4 separate regions of the Mus musculus genome follow, and regions 1, 2 and 4 are each linked to region 3. A link is a contact called in public Micro-C and promoter capture Hi-C data. All regions are on one chromosome and are shown on one strand. The core of a region is the stretch at or near the end of the contact, and the rest is flanking DNA. Distances in the headings are between cores, read along the strand shown.

The links. Promoter capture Hi-C pulls out the DNA fragments that hold promoters and counts their contacts. A called contact is a pair of places that touch in the nucleus more often than the background predicts. Capture Hi-C pulls out chosen DNA fragments and counts their contacts.
Region 1: a promoter capture Hi-C map of pancreatic islet shows a contact between it and region 3. The contact joins the promoter of Fam117b here to the promoter of Ica1l in region 3. A contact is called at or near these places in 3 of 39 promoter capture datasets (embryonic stem cells, macrophages and pre-B cells), 3 of 484 Hi-C or Micro-C datasets (all in embryonic stem cells), 4 of 115 datasets of contacts at active chromatin or transcription factors (effector CD8 T cells, embryonic stem cells, memory CD8 T cells and 1 more) and 2 of 9 other capture datasets (adipose tissue and pancreatic islet).
Region 2: a contact with region 3 is called in a promoter capture Hi-C map of the SN4741 cell line, with 4 times the contacts expected there. The contact joins the enhancer-like site here to the promoter of Ica1l in region 3. A contact is called at or near these places in 17 of 39 promoter capture datasets (the 3T3-L1 cell line, 3T3-L1-derived adipocytes, the C10 cell line and 13 more), 1 of 15 datasets of contacts at CTCF or cohesin (the G1E-ER4 cell line), 2 of 484 Hi-C or Micro-C datasets (bone marrow-derived macrophages and cerebral cortex), 1 of 115 datasets of contacts at active chromatin or transcription factors (stem cell-derived neural progenitor cells) and 4 of 9 other capture datasets (adipose tissue, liver, macrophages and 1 more).
Region 4: a Micro-C map of embryonic stem cells shows a contact between it and region 3, with 5 times the contacts expected there. The contact joins the promoter of Nbeal1 here to the promoter of Ica1l in region 3. A contact is called at or near these places in 5 of 39 promoter capture datasets (cranial neural crest, embryonic stem cells, pre-B cells and 2 more), 4 of 484 Hi-C or Micro-C datasets (embryonic stem cells and nephron progenitors), 2 of 115 datasets of contacts at active chromatin or transcription factors (effector CD8 T cells and memory CD8 T cells) and 1 of 9 other capture datasets (adipose tissue).

The regions. Positions count from the first base shown.
Region 1 is chr1:59,911,380-59,914,355 of GRCm38.p6, forward strand. Fam117b (family with sequence similarity 117, member B) reads left to right here and starts at 1,627. Exons shown (of 8, transcript NM_001037725.3): 1 at 1,627-2,373. The coding sequence starts at 1,785.
Region 2 is chr1:59,894,232-59,897,033 of GRCm38.p6, forward strand. No RefSeq gene overlaps it. Among named protein-coding and RNA genes, the nearest start is that of Fam117b, 17 kb to the right of the region's middle. Within about 2 kb of position 1,415, at least 77 of the 459 cell types and tissues checked have an H3K27ac peak or open chromatin away from gene starts, as enhancers often do. A contact at or near this core is called in the G1E-ER4 cell line and bone marrow-derived macrophages, where this site is marked.
Region 3 is chr1:60,041,737-60,044,534 of GRCm38.p6, forward strand. Ica1l (islet cell autoantigen 1-like) reads right to left here and starts at 1,386. Exons shown (of 11, transcript NM_027407.4): 1 at 1,061-1,386.
Region 4 is chr1:60,179,313-60,182,374 of GRCm38.p6, forward strand. It overlaps Nbeal1 (neurobeachin like 1), which reads left to right and starts at 1,287. Exons shown (of 55, transcript NM_173444.2): 1 at 1,287-1,373; 2 at 2,151-2,442. The coding sequence starts at 2,392.

The DNA of each region.
Region 1 (2,976 bases), core at 377-2,876, 130 kb before region 3:
TCTGAGGTCTTTTCTGAGGTTTTGTCTGTTGGGATGCACACATATATGTACAATGATGAATGAATGAATGAATGAATGAATGGAGAGAGACTGCTAGAAAAGGAGTTCTGAGAACTTCCTGCACAGCCTCTTCTCATCAAATCCTTGGTTAATATTTAGAACTGTCTGTAGCAGATGGTATTGCTTAGCTGCACCTTACAAATAAGAAACTTGTTTATGGACATACCTGAGATCACAGGCTATGTGGGGGATCTGACTGTCTCCAGGACCCTAGGAACCTATCTAACAGCTTTCTACAGGAACCCAATAGGGCTTGAGGCCTAGAACCTGTTACCAGAACCACCACGCCTTGGTTAAGGGATCTTTTTAGAATGTATAGCTATTAAAGCCATAAAGGGATTAAGGATGCCACGTGCAGTCTGCATGTCGACTTTTTAATTGAAGAGGAACCCGCGTATTATGATTACTTTAGAATTTCTTGCCTTTCAGAGAGTTCTTATGAAAGCCATGGAGACTTATTTTCTCCACCAGACTAAACTATGAATGGTGGGCCAATGAAACGGCTCAGTCTGATGCATGAGTCTGATTCCCTGCACAGACATGTTAGAAAAGAACAGGCTGTCCTTTGACCTCTACATGCATGCACATGCTTATTCACAAACCAGATACATAAATGTAATAAATAAATAAATAAATAAATAAATAAATAAATAAATATGGGTGGTGCACCCAGTTCTGTCTCAAATAGAGAGGAGCAAGTGGAGGCCACAGCACTTTATAAACTTGCATCTTTCTAAGGTATAAGGGAACTGTAAAGTAACTGATTAAATAAATTCTTTATTACTTGAGATCTATAAGGGTGGGGGCTAGTAGCAACACTACTCGATAACTGAACTTCACAGATACCATCTAAAGTTGCATTCTAACCTGCAAATATAATCGTTCTGATATTTGAATCTTTGTAGCGCCAAAAAGAAAAGAGAAGAAAGATATAAAATACCCTAGAATTAAAGTTCTTTTATTTTAGAGCCCTGCTCATAGGTAGATGGAATTAGGGCAGAACAAAAAGATTGGGGGGCGGGGGTGAGGGGAGTCTCCAAAGAGATGTGCGTACGTGTTAACTTACAGACACCACTGCTGTAAGGAAATGAGTTTCAGAGGGAAAGAGTCGGTTCAGACCATCCCCGGGGACACCGTGGTCCCGTACAGTCCGTCCCTTTGGCCAAATTCCCGGAGTCCCAGGGGCTCCCTCCAGCGGGAAACAGGGACGCGCGTGGCCGGGCGCGCGCCTACACGTACACGCACGTGTACACACACACACACGCACGCACACACGTCCGCACACGCACGCAACCCCCCCTCACCCCCCACCCCCGCATCCCTCTACACAAGCCACAAGCGTTCCCTCCGCACCCCTCCTCCTGCCACGGCCGGTTTCCTCCGCCGCCCGACCCCTCGGGGGCGGGCCTCTTTCTCTTTAAAGAGCAGAAGCAGCCTCGGGAGCCGAGATGCGCGCAGCCAATCAGCGAGGCCGAGTGGCTCGAGCGCGCTGACGCTACACCAATGAGCGGCGGCAGGGGGCGGGGACAACGGAGGAGACACTATTGTTGATGAGGAGCCGCGGCGGCGGCTGCATCACCTCGTCGGTGCCCGTCGCTGCCCGCGCGCCCCCTGGTCCTGAAGTCAGGCTACGTCACCCGCTGGCTCAGGCCTTCCCTCGGGCCCCGAGCAGCCGGTCCCCGCCGCCCAGCACCCCCGGCCGCCGTCTCTGGGGCGGGGGGACCATGTCCCAGCGGGTGAGGCGCAATGGGTCTCCCACGCCCGCCGGCGCCCTCGCGGGTGGCGCGGTCGGCCCGCCCGGGGGCCCTGGGAGCCGCCTGCAGCCCATGAGGGCGACGGTGCCGTTCCAGCTGAAGCAGCAGCAGCAACATGGCAGCCCCACGCGGGGCGGCGGCGGCGGCGGCAACAACGGAGGCAACGGAGGCGCCTCAGGCCCCTCGGGCGGCGGCGGCAGTGGCGGCCCGCGCACCGCCTCACGCAGCACCAGCCCCACGCGCGGCGGCGGCGGCAGCGCGGCGGCGCGTACCAGCCCCACGGTGGCCACGCAGACGGGAGCGTCCGTGACGTCCACGCGCGGTACCAGCCCCACGCGCGGCACGGCGCCTGGGGCCCGAAGCAGTCCTCCGCGCCCGCAGCCGCCACCGCCCCTGCTGGGCACCGTGTCGTCGCCCAGTTCGTCGCCCACCCACCTGTGGCCGAGCGAGGTGATTGCGGCCCCACCCTCCGCCCGCGTCCGCCACCGGAGGAGGTCCCCAGAGCAGGGCCGACCCTCGGCGGAGAAGAGGAGCCCCAGCGCCCCGGTGTGCAAAGCAGGTACGTGGAGGACAGGGGTCCTGTGCCGCCGAGTGGGGACTGCAGCGCTCCGGTGGGGCGGGGCGGGGCGGGGCGGGGCGTGCGGTCCGCCACCCCTGCGTCTTGCCCGTGCGGGTCTCCGCCGTGGAGGTGCGGCCGCTAACCTTGGGCCTGGGCTCAATTTGTGGAAATCATAAACCCTGGGGTTTGGCCTTGCGTCGCTACTGCTGGGGCTGGTCCTGTCACTTTTGGTGACGCGGTTAATGCTTGCAAATAGCACTTGTGTGCTGCTTAGTGTTTCTGTTCCACAAAACAGTTTCGGATCTGGAGGACTGAATGCATCAGCAAAGGCGGATTTGGATCATTGAAGAGTTGTGAAGCTGGGAGCAGTTTTTGCATTTCGTAAGACTTAATGAGTAGCAAGAAGGGAGAAGTTAAGCAAGATTGCTTTGGGGTGTGTGCATAGGTCTATGTATGTGTTTACACATATACGTAAATGGTAGATAGCTAGCCTGAGGGTCTGAGTGTGTTTCTGAGATACTGGTTTTATTTCTCTTAGACTTATTCTTTGCTTCCCGCACCCCCCCCCCCCCAACACTCTCACTACCGCTGGCTGACCTGGAA
Region 2 (2,802 bases), core at 165-2,664, 150 kb before region 3:
AACAGATGGCTTTCACTTGCTCTTTGGTCAGACCTGCAAAACACTGAGATAAGGCATTATCTTGGTTACAGAAAACCTCTCAGAGGTCTCTCAGCTGACAGCGCCTACAGCACTTGAGCCACATCTTTCTTTTTGTCTTTAGAACCCTGGGTTTGGCGGAGTGCAGGCAGCTAATTGATATTGGTTTGAATGACTTCATAACCAGCTACCTCCTTGTGGATCAGTTAATATACACCTGTTACTAATTTGGGGTTCAATTCTCTTCAGGTTGTAAGGCTTGAATGTGACTCTAATATTGTCCTCATTGATTAGGGATGAAAAAGACATGAGCAGTTATTGAGTCTACAGTAGCTTCCTTTTGGCAATGGAGAAACCAAGGCTCACATTTGTTAAATAGTTTTTCAAACAGATGGAAGAATCCATGACCCGATAATGTCTCATCTGCTTTAAATGCCCCAAGGCCTTAAGAAGGCAGTTTCCAATTTCTATTCTACTATGTTCTTTTCCTCTCCCTCTGATGGTTCCCTCCTTCTGAGTACCTTGCTTGGGCACACACATCCTCTAATATTTGTTTTATTTTATTTACTGGGCATTGAACTAGGGCACTTTGCCTGTGACCTCTAACCCTGGTTGAGCTGGGTGAGACCCCTAACCCAGGTTAAAGGCCCTTTTCTGCTCAGTAGACACACTGACATTTCAGGGCCTCCTTTTCTGTTGTGTGGGTCCCAGGGCCCAAACACAGGGCCTCGGACTTGCTGGTGAGCATCTCTCGCACTGAGTGAGCTGCTAGCTCACTGGCCTTCTTGTAAAATACAGTACTTGCTCTATGTGAACTCCAAAATGGCTTTGCCTCTGAAATCCTATGATTGCACCCTGAGAACTGGAAAGGATATAAAATTTTACCCTTTTAAAGTCAAAGTGACACCCTCCTGCCCTGCAGAATTAATTCATCCTTTTGGTATTTGTGTGATGTCCCTTTCTGTTGTTTGATATAAGTGGAATGATTTGGCTCTCATTTCAATGGTTTCAATGGTTGTTTTCCATCTGCCATATACCCAAGAAGTAATTTGCACAATGGTTAATTATTGTTTTCCATTTGTCATGCTACCCAAAAGGAACTGCAGAATGGCCCAAGGTGGTGTGACTCAGCTCCTTCGGGCCCCTTTTCAGGTGTTCTTTTGAAGATCCCAGGCCACCTCCCTCATACCATCCACCCAGGTCTGATCTTCCTTTGCTTCTCATAGAATTGGGAGAAGGGTCACAGGATCCTGAGCTCAGGAAGGGGAGATGCCCGGGAAAGGGAAAGCTGCCAGGTGCTAACTCAGCTCAGGCACAGGCCACGAGTCACTTAAGACCTCTCGAATCTCTGCTCAGTGGGGTTACTAAATTTGCACTGTCTCTGCAGAGTCCTCTAGACGTCTCTTGGCAGCTTGCCCTTTGCCACTTCCCATTCTTCATGCCTACACACCCAGGAGTGGAGGAGAGTCAAGAGATCAGCTTTCTGGCTCCCCCTGAAAGGATGCCCTGTTTGGCAGAGGCAGAGACAAAACCTGCCTGGTTTTGAAAATTGCCCTTATGTGCAAAGCTGCAGGCTGTAGAATTACCTGTGACCTGAACTTAAAGGAACATGGATTGTCTTAGTTAGGGTTTTACTGCTGTAAACAGACACCATGACCACAGCAACTCTTATAAAGGACAACATTTAATTGGGGCTAGTTTCCAAGGTTCAGAGGTTCACTCTATTATGATTATGGCAGGAAGCATGGCAGCATCTAGGCAGGCATGATGTTGGAGGAGCTGAGAGTTCTACCTCTTGTTCCAAGGGCAGCTAAAAGACTGGCTTCTTCCTGGTTAGGAGGATGGTCTCATTGCCCATGCCCACAGTGACATACTTCCTCCAACAAGGCCAAACCTACTCCAACAAGGTACCTCCTAATAGTGCCACTCCCTGGGCCAGGCATATTCAAACCACTCAATGGACACAGCCTTGGATTACTTTACCCAAAACAGGCTTTCTGATTCTCCATAGGCTGCTCACACTATCAGTCACTCATCAGCACTGTGAAGCACTTGTTTTAAGCATGAAGATAAGGTAGAAGAGGAAGAGAAGTCAGGATCTCTGACCTTGAGTACGAAAAGACTAAGGTCTAGAGAGAACACAGAGAGATACTAAATAACATACAAACACACACACAATAAGGAAATAAAGAGACTTTGCAGATGTGTGCAGGTGCTAAGTGGCATGATCAGATCTTGGGTGGAGTCCATCAAAGAGGATGTGTTGCAAGAATAGCTCCTGCAGATTTATTTGAATATATAAATGTAAGGAACCAAGGACATTTATTATTATTTTATTATTATTATTACCATTCTTTTGTTTGTTAGTTTTGTGTGAGGCAAGGTTTCTCTATATAGCCCTGGCTGCCCTGGAACTTGCTTTGTAGACTGGGCTGGTCTTAAACTCAGATATCTCTCTGTCTCTGCTGGGATTAAAGGGGTGGGCCACCACCACCCATTAAAGGCATTTTTAAAAGTTGAAATGATTAAAGAAAGCCCTGTTGTGCCATAGTCTAGAAAGACAAATGGCAGACACTAAAGAGTACACGGTAAATTAAATATGAAAAGAGTCATGAATAGAAAGAAACAATGAAGCTACCCCATGAAATCTATAAGGCACACCTGAGCAGCATGCTAAGGCATGTAGTCATGATGGGTGAGAGTGTGTGTGTGTGTGTGTGTGTGTGTGTGTGTGTGTAGGGGGTTCCTGAGCTTGGAGGACATATGAGTTTATCTGTGGGTATG
Region 3 (2,798 bases), core at 136-2,635:
CACCCTTCTAACTCTAAGATTATAATGATTTCTCTAGGGCTGGAGAGATGGCTCAGTGGTTAAGAGTACTGACTGCTCTTCCAGCGGTCCTGAGTTCAATTCCCAGCAACCACATGGTGGCTACAACCATCTGTAATGGGCATCCGATGCCAACTTCTGATGTGTCTGACGACAGTGACAGTATACCTACATACATGAAATAAATAGATAAATCTTTTTTTAAAGCTTATAATGATTTCTCTAGCAGTTAGGATTGCTGGTAATTAGACAGTGCTTTGCTATTTTTAATACCTACATGTACAACCCATTTCACATTATTAAAATAAGTACAGAAAGTTCAAAGAAAACTGGTAATGTTATGAACTGATAATATAAGATGATTTTTTAACTTTGGTCATATAAAATATATATATATCCACCATTAGGAGATGTTTTCTTGGCCAGTAAATGTATAACTGAAAGATATAATTAATTTCCATTAAAGAATGAGGTACCTGTAGCTGCTAAATATTGATGTATTTACAATATTACTTTACAAAACTTCGCTTAAGCCAGAATCAAATAATCCAATACTTAAATACTTAGAGCCCAAACCGCAGGGAAACATCATCTCCCCACAAACTATTTCAGCGACCCAGAGTTGCTAGCAGGTTGTGTGTTTTGTGCATGAAGATCATACATTATATGGCATCCCCGATTCACACACACTACTGGCAAGCCCACAGCTCACGGGTAGGACGCCAAGCAGGATTGTTTTTCCCGTCTCCATTTTTCTTAGAGCATCAGGTATCGGCTGCCTGCATCATCACCCAGGTGAGGTCAGTGGTCAGAGACACCTGGCCTGCTTTTCCCCAGCCGAATCCGTGCGGTGATGCTGGGGTCCCCACCTGGGAGAGGAGGCTTTGTGCACCGACACCCCCCGCGAGGTGATGCATTCCGACATCACCACGACCCGCAGCTTTGCTTAGGTTCTGTTCTCACCACGTCCATCTCGCAATTGGTCTGTTCTGAAGACATCCCACAACAGGACAATAATAGTAATAAATTAAGCGCGACGTACATAGGCAGCCAGCAGGAAAGCACGCAGGGCTGTGAGCATCTGCCCCGTATCGGGAGCGCCCAGGCCGGCCTCAGGCCGCGGCTTCCTTCCCCTGGAGGGAGCGCAGGAGACGCCCCCGCCGCGGACGGGTCGGGTCCGCCGAGGCCGCCGCCTGAGGCCGGCCCACGGAGAGCGCGCGGCCCGCGCCCCCGCCCGCCGTCGTCATGGGAACCAGGTTTGGCCACCGCCGCCCGCCGCCCTGAGGGAGCGGAGGGCCAGACCCCGGACCCTCACCGCGCCGCCGGAGCCGCGCCGCTCCTCGCCGCTCGGGCCGCGCTGAGCTCTTCCGCGCACCGGCCCAGCCGCCGCCCGCGAGCCCGCGAGCCCGCGCCCGCCGCGCCGGTGCGCCGAGGTGGGGGGCTCGGCGGCGGGAGATTTAAACCCGCGGCCCTGCGCGCGGCGGCTCCGCTCGGCTCCGCTCTGCGCGCCCCGGCGCCTCTCTCCGCCCGCGGAGGCCGCGCGCCCTGGGTGTCGCTTGCTCGTGAGAAGTGACGGGCGCCAGGCCCTGAGTCCCGGACCCTCACTGAGCCGAGGCAGCCGAGGTGGGTGCGTGGAAGACCGGCTTGGCCTTGTCTCCCGGCTCCTGCCTTCCCCTCGCTGCCTCTGCGCCTCAGTTGCCACTTAGTACTCGGGCTCGGCGCGAGGCAAGTGTTCACGCGAGGCGTCACACCCTCATCTTTAAAGGTTTAAAGAGGGACAACTGTTAATAACTGACTTCAAGAGCAAAAGTGGTGTCCGAGCCAAAAAACCCCAAGGGGGGGGGGGTGGGAATGGAAATAAGGCTAATGGAAAATTATTACTGGTAAGGAATAATAAACTCAAAGTGCTTTCCTTTTCAAGTTTTAACGTCCAAGTTCAACTTTCCTAAAGGTTTACAACATACGAATTAATTGTATATATGACATATATAGGCTGATAACGACCCCCCCCTTTAACTCTTAGGATAACCATCTGAGGGGTCATGGAGAACTACACGAAGTAAGGGGTCCAAACAGAATATTAATTACAAAGTAGTATGTAAAGTTTTTAAGTTTTAGACTAGAAAAAGAGCTACTTCTTCTATAAAGGGCTGATTTGAACTATAACTTTTAAGATAAATTTAAATTCTTACAACAGCTATTTTGGATTTCAAATAATGGGCAAATACTTGAAATTGTATGCAATATTGGGACATTTTCCCCTCTAGGAAAGTGTCAAATAGCTCCTCTTGCTCCTCAAAGTCCAAATCCTTGGAGGAATATGAATTAGCAGGAAGCAGATATGATTGGTCAACTATAGTTCTCCGGATCTTCCTTGTGTCACACTGAGATGGGTCAGTGGGGCCGCAGCTCTTTCTAAGGCTCCAGAGAGGAGCCCAGGCAAGGAGCGAGTGGTAGTCACAGCTATTGAATGAGTCCAGCTGTCAGCGAAGCAACAGGTGAGCAAAATGAAAAAGACTAAAGATGGGCAAAAACTTTGTGTGGAGGACCACAGTACAACCATGGCAAGAGTGAACTGCAGTCTGGACTGCTGACCTTGAATTAAAGGCCTCTGTAATCGAAGCTGGAAAGCTCCTGACAGGTAGCCGCAGCAGCTCCTGCAGGAGTATCTCTACCTCCCAATAGCCAGAAACCTGACAGAAACTTCTGGGTGCCCCATAACCACTTCAGAACCTACTGCCCTTCCTGACAGGGCTAGAAAGCAACCCACTGACCTGGCT
Region 4 (3,062 bases), core at 37-2,536, 140 kb after region 3:
AAGATATCTTCTGGCCTCAGAGGGTATACAAACATATGTGGCACAAGGACGCACACAGGGCATGTGGGGGCATTAGTATATTTTAAAAATAAAGGTCACATAGTGAACCCCCATGATGGCATTAGTAGCTTTACATTTATTTATCTATTGTGCATGTGTATATGCCAGAGGATAATTTTCATGAGTAGGTTCTTGCTTTCCATTTAGTGAGCTAGGGTCTCTTGTTTGTGGCCAGGGCTCGCTGGCCCTCCAGTCTCCATCTTGCATTTCAGGAGGTCTGGCTTGCACAGCAAGTCATCTCCCTCCCTTTCCTTTCTTCTTCTTTTCTTTTGTGGCAAGGTCTCATGCGGCACAGGTTGGTCCCAGACTTGCTAGGTAGCCCATGTCAGCGCTGAACTCCTGATCTCTCTCCCTCCATCTCCTAAGTGCTAGATCACAGACCTGTTTCTTCAGGGTGGCTTCGATTATTTCTGAAGCTTAGTGATTACATATAGAAGTTCATTTTATTACTTTGTTTCCTTGTGTGTGCTTGTTAGGAATCAAACACAGGGCATCTCAGATGCTAAGCTGCTCTAAAACTGATTTTTTTATATGTTTGTAAAATTTCACAATAGTTTCTTAAATGTTTAGATTTAAAAGGTTAATCTTACGCTTTTCTCCTCTCTTAAAACAATAGCAACAACAACAACCTTAAGAAAGTGTGTGCAGCTAATAAGACTGCCTTTTGCTTCTTTTTCTGAAAGACGGAACTCATTCCGTACAGCAGTCTCCTTGGAACAGACACAGAATGGCAGTGACAGTACAAAGGCAACGACGCCAGAACAGGTAAAGATTTCTTTTCTTCTTTTTTCGCTTTTGAGCTCTGTCCCAGGACCAATCCCATTTCTACAAAGAAATCAAATCGAGATCCCTTCGAGACGCCCTAGGGTCGCCGGTCCTCAGCTGATTCGCAGAGGCGCCGCCAGGCGAGGAAAGTTCCGTCCGCCCCACCTAGCAGGGGCGGGGAGCGACGTCAGCACGTCGGCCCTCACGTCCAGCTGGGTGACTACTGACCGGAATGCCCAGGCTGGCTCCGACCGCTTTCAGAGCCTGAGCGAGGGCACTGCGGCTGCGCAGGCATGCCGGGGGAGGGGCTTCGGGGCTGAGCGGCCCTCGAGGAGCGGCTGCCGGAGGGCCGGGTAAATCCCCAGAGGCCGGAATGATTAGCCCAGGGGCTGCTCCGCCCCTGGCTCCTCCCACCCCGCGTCGGCGCTACCCCGCCTCCGCCTCCGCCTCCCGCCCGGCTTCGGGGTGACACGGGGCTTCGCCGCGGGCAGGGCGGAGGGCAGCAAGTTAGCCCGCGGCGGGGTGGCGCCGGCGGGCCTGTGAGCGTGGTGAGGGGACGCCGAGGTCGGGCGGAGGCTGCCGCGGGGCGGGAAGGCCCGGGGGAATGCGGCGCAGGGCTGCAGCCTGAGGGGCGGCGGCGGCGGGCGAGGGGGCGCGGCCGGCCCGGGCGGGTCTGGCTGCGGCCGGTTGGCGTGGGTCCCGGGTCTGGGTCCCAGAGCGCTCCGGGCCGCGCTTCTGAAGTTGATTGGCACGCCTGACGTTTGTCTCTCTTGTTCGTAACGGGGACGCAGGGAGGAAATGGAAAGGTCCCCGGACTGCTGCGAGGCGGGGTCTGGGGTCGTCCCACGGGAGGTGGTCCTTGCCACGGTGTGTGAGCCCCTTTCTTCTTGGGTGGAGAGGTGGAAGCCAGGTAGGCAGGATGACTTTCGCTGTGTGGATGGTTAAAACAAACAAACCAGGAATTCCTCGGGCCCTCCCCCCACGCCCTGCCCTGCAACGCAGCAAACATTCCCAGCAACTTTTAAGAAGCTGGCGAGAAATCTCGGATATTTGTTGTGTTTGATCTGTGCTCCTGGTTAAAGGAAGGCGTGAGTAGGGAGCCGTCTTCCTTCCCATCTACCGCAGTTTTGGTTGTGAATCTGCCTGGAAGGTTTTAGTATTTTATGTTGATCATTAGTCGTGGTGTGCCAAACAGGAGTTTCTGGAATATCTAATCACATTAAAAATTTATCCCTTTGAATGGGGTGATCAAGGCAGACGGATATCTGGATTTTTTTTTTTCAAATGTGGCTTAAAAAAACTTAGGATATTTTTGTATTTCACAGACCTATTTACGAGACCAGCTACCCCTGATGAAGAAGTGTTGGAGTAGTTGCTGAAATTGACCCTTATTGACCTGAGACAGTCTTATTTGTTCTACGAATTTTTTTTTTTGTTTTTTTTTTGTTTATTCCACTGCTTTGAGCTTTACTGTAACGGCTGATAAACTTGGAAAATAAAGTAATATGATATGGTCTTGAACCGTCTTTTTGAGGAAATATTAAAGTACCAGAGTGGAAAGCCAGAATGGCAGCCAGAGAGAGGCTCTTTGAACTTTGGATGCTTTATTGTACAAAGGTAATTTGCTTTCCTTTTATTTCTGTACTTAAAATTACTTGATTATAAAATTTTGTATCCAGCATTATGACCTTATTGTGTAGTGTGTTTGTGCATATTGATAATCCTGAACTGGCAGGTGTGGTGGTGCATACCTTTAGTCCCAGAACAGAGTCCTAGAACAATGCCGGGCCAGGTGGTGTTATGTGAGTTTGAGTCTATCCTAGTGGACGTAAGACATTTCCAGGACAGCCAGGGCTGCAATTCTCAAAACAGAACCCCAAACAACTCCCCCATCCTGAATTTAAAAAACATGCAAGAGAAATAAATAAATTTTAAAAAACATGTAAGAGATCTTGAATTTCCCATATTTATTTTTCAGTTTTGAGTACATTGACAATATTGGCCTGCTATTAAAAACTTACAAATATTTCTTTGATATATCTTCAGTGATCTCAAAATTATATAGGTAGATTGTACCTATAAAAGAAAAATAAAACTCTTATTGTTTGTAGGATATGTGGGGGGGCCACATGGGTGCCTTGGTACTTTTTTAGAGGTCAGGGGACAATTGTGTGGATTTGGTTGTCCCTCTCCACATTTATATAGGTTCCTAGGATTGAATTTAGGTCATCAGGATT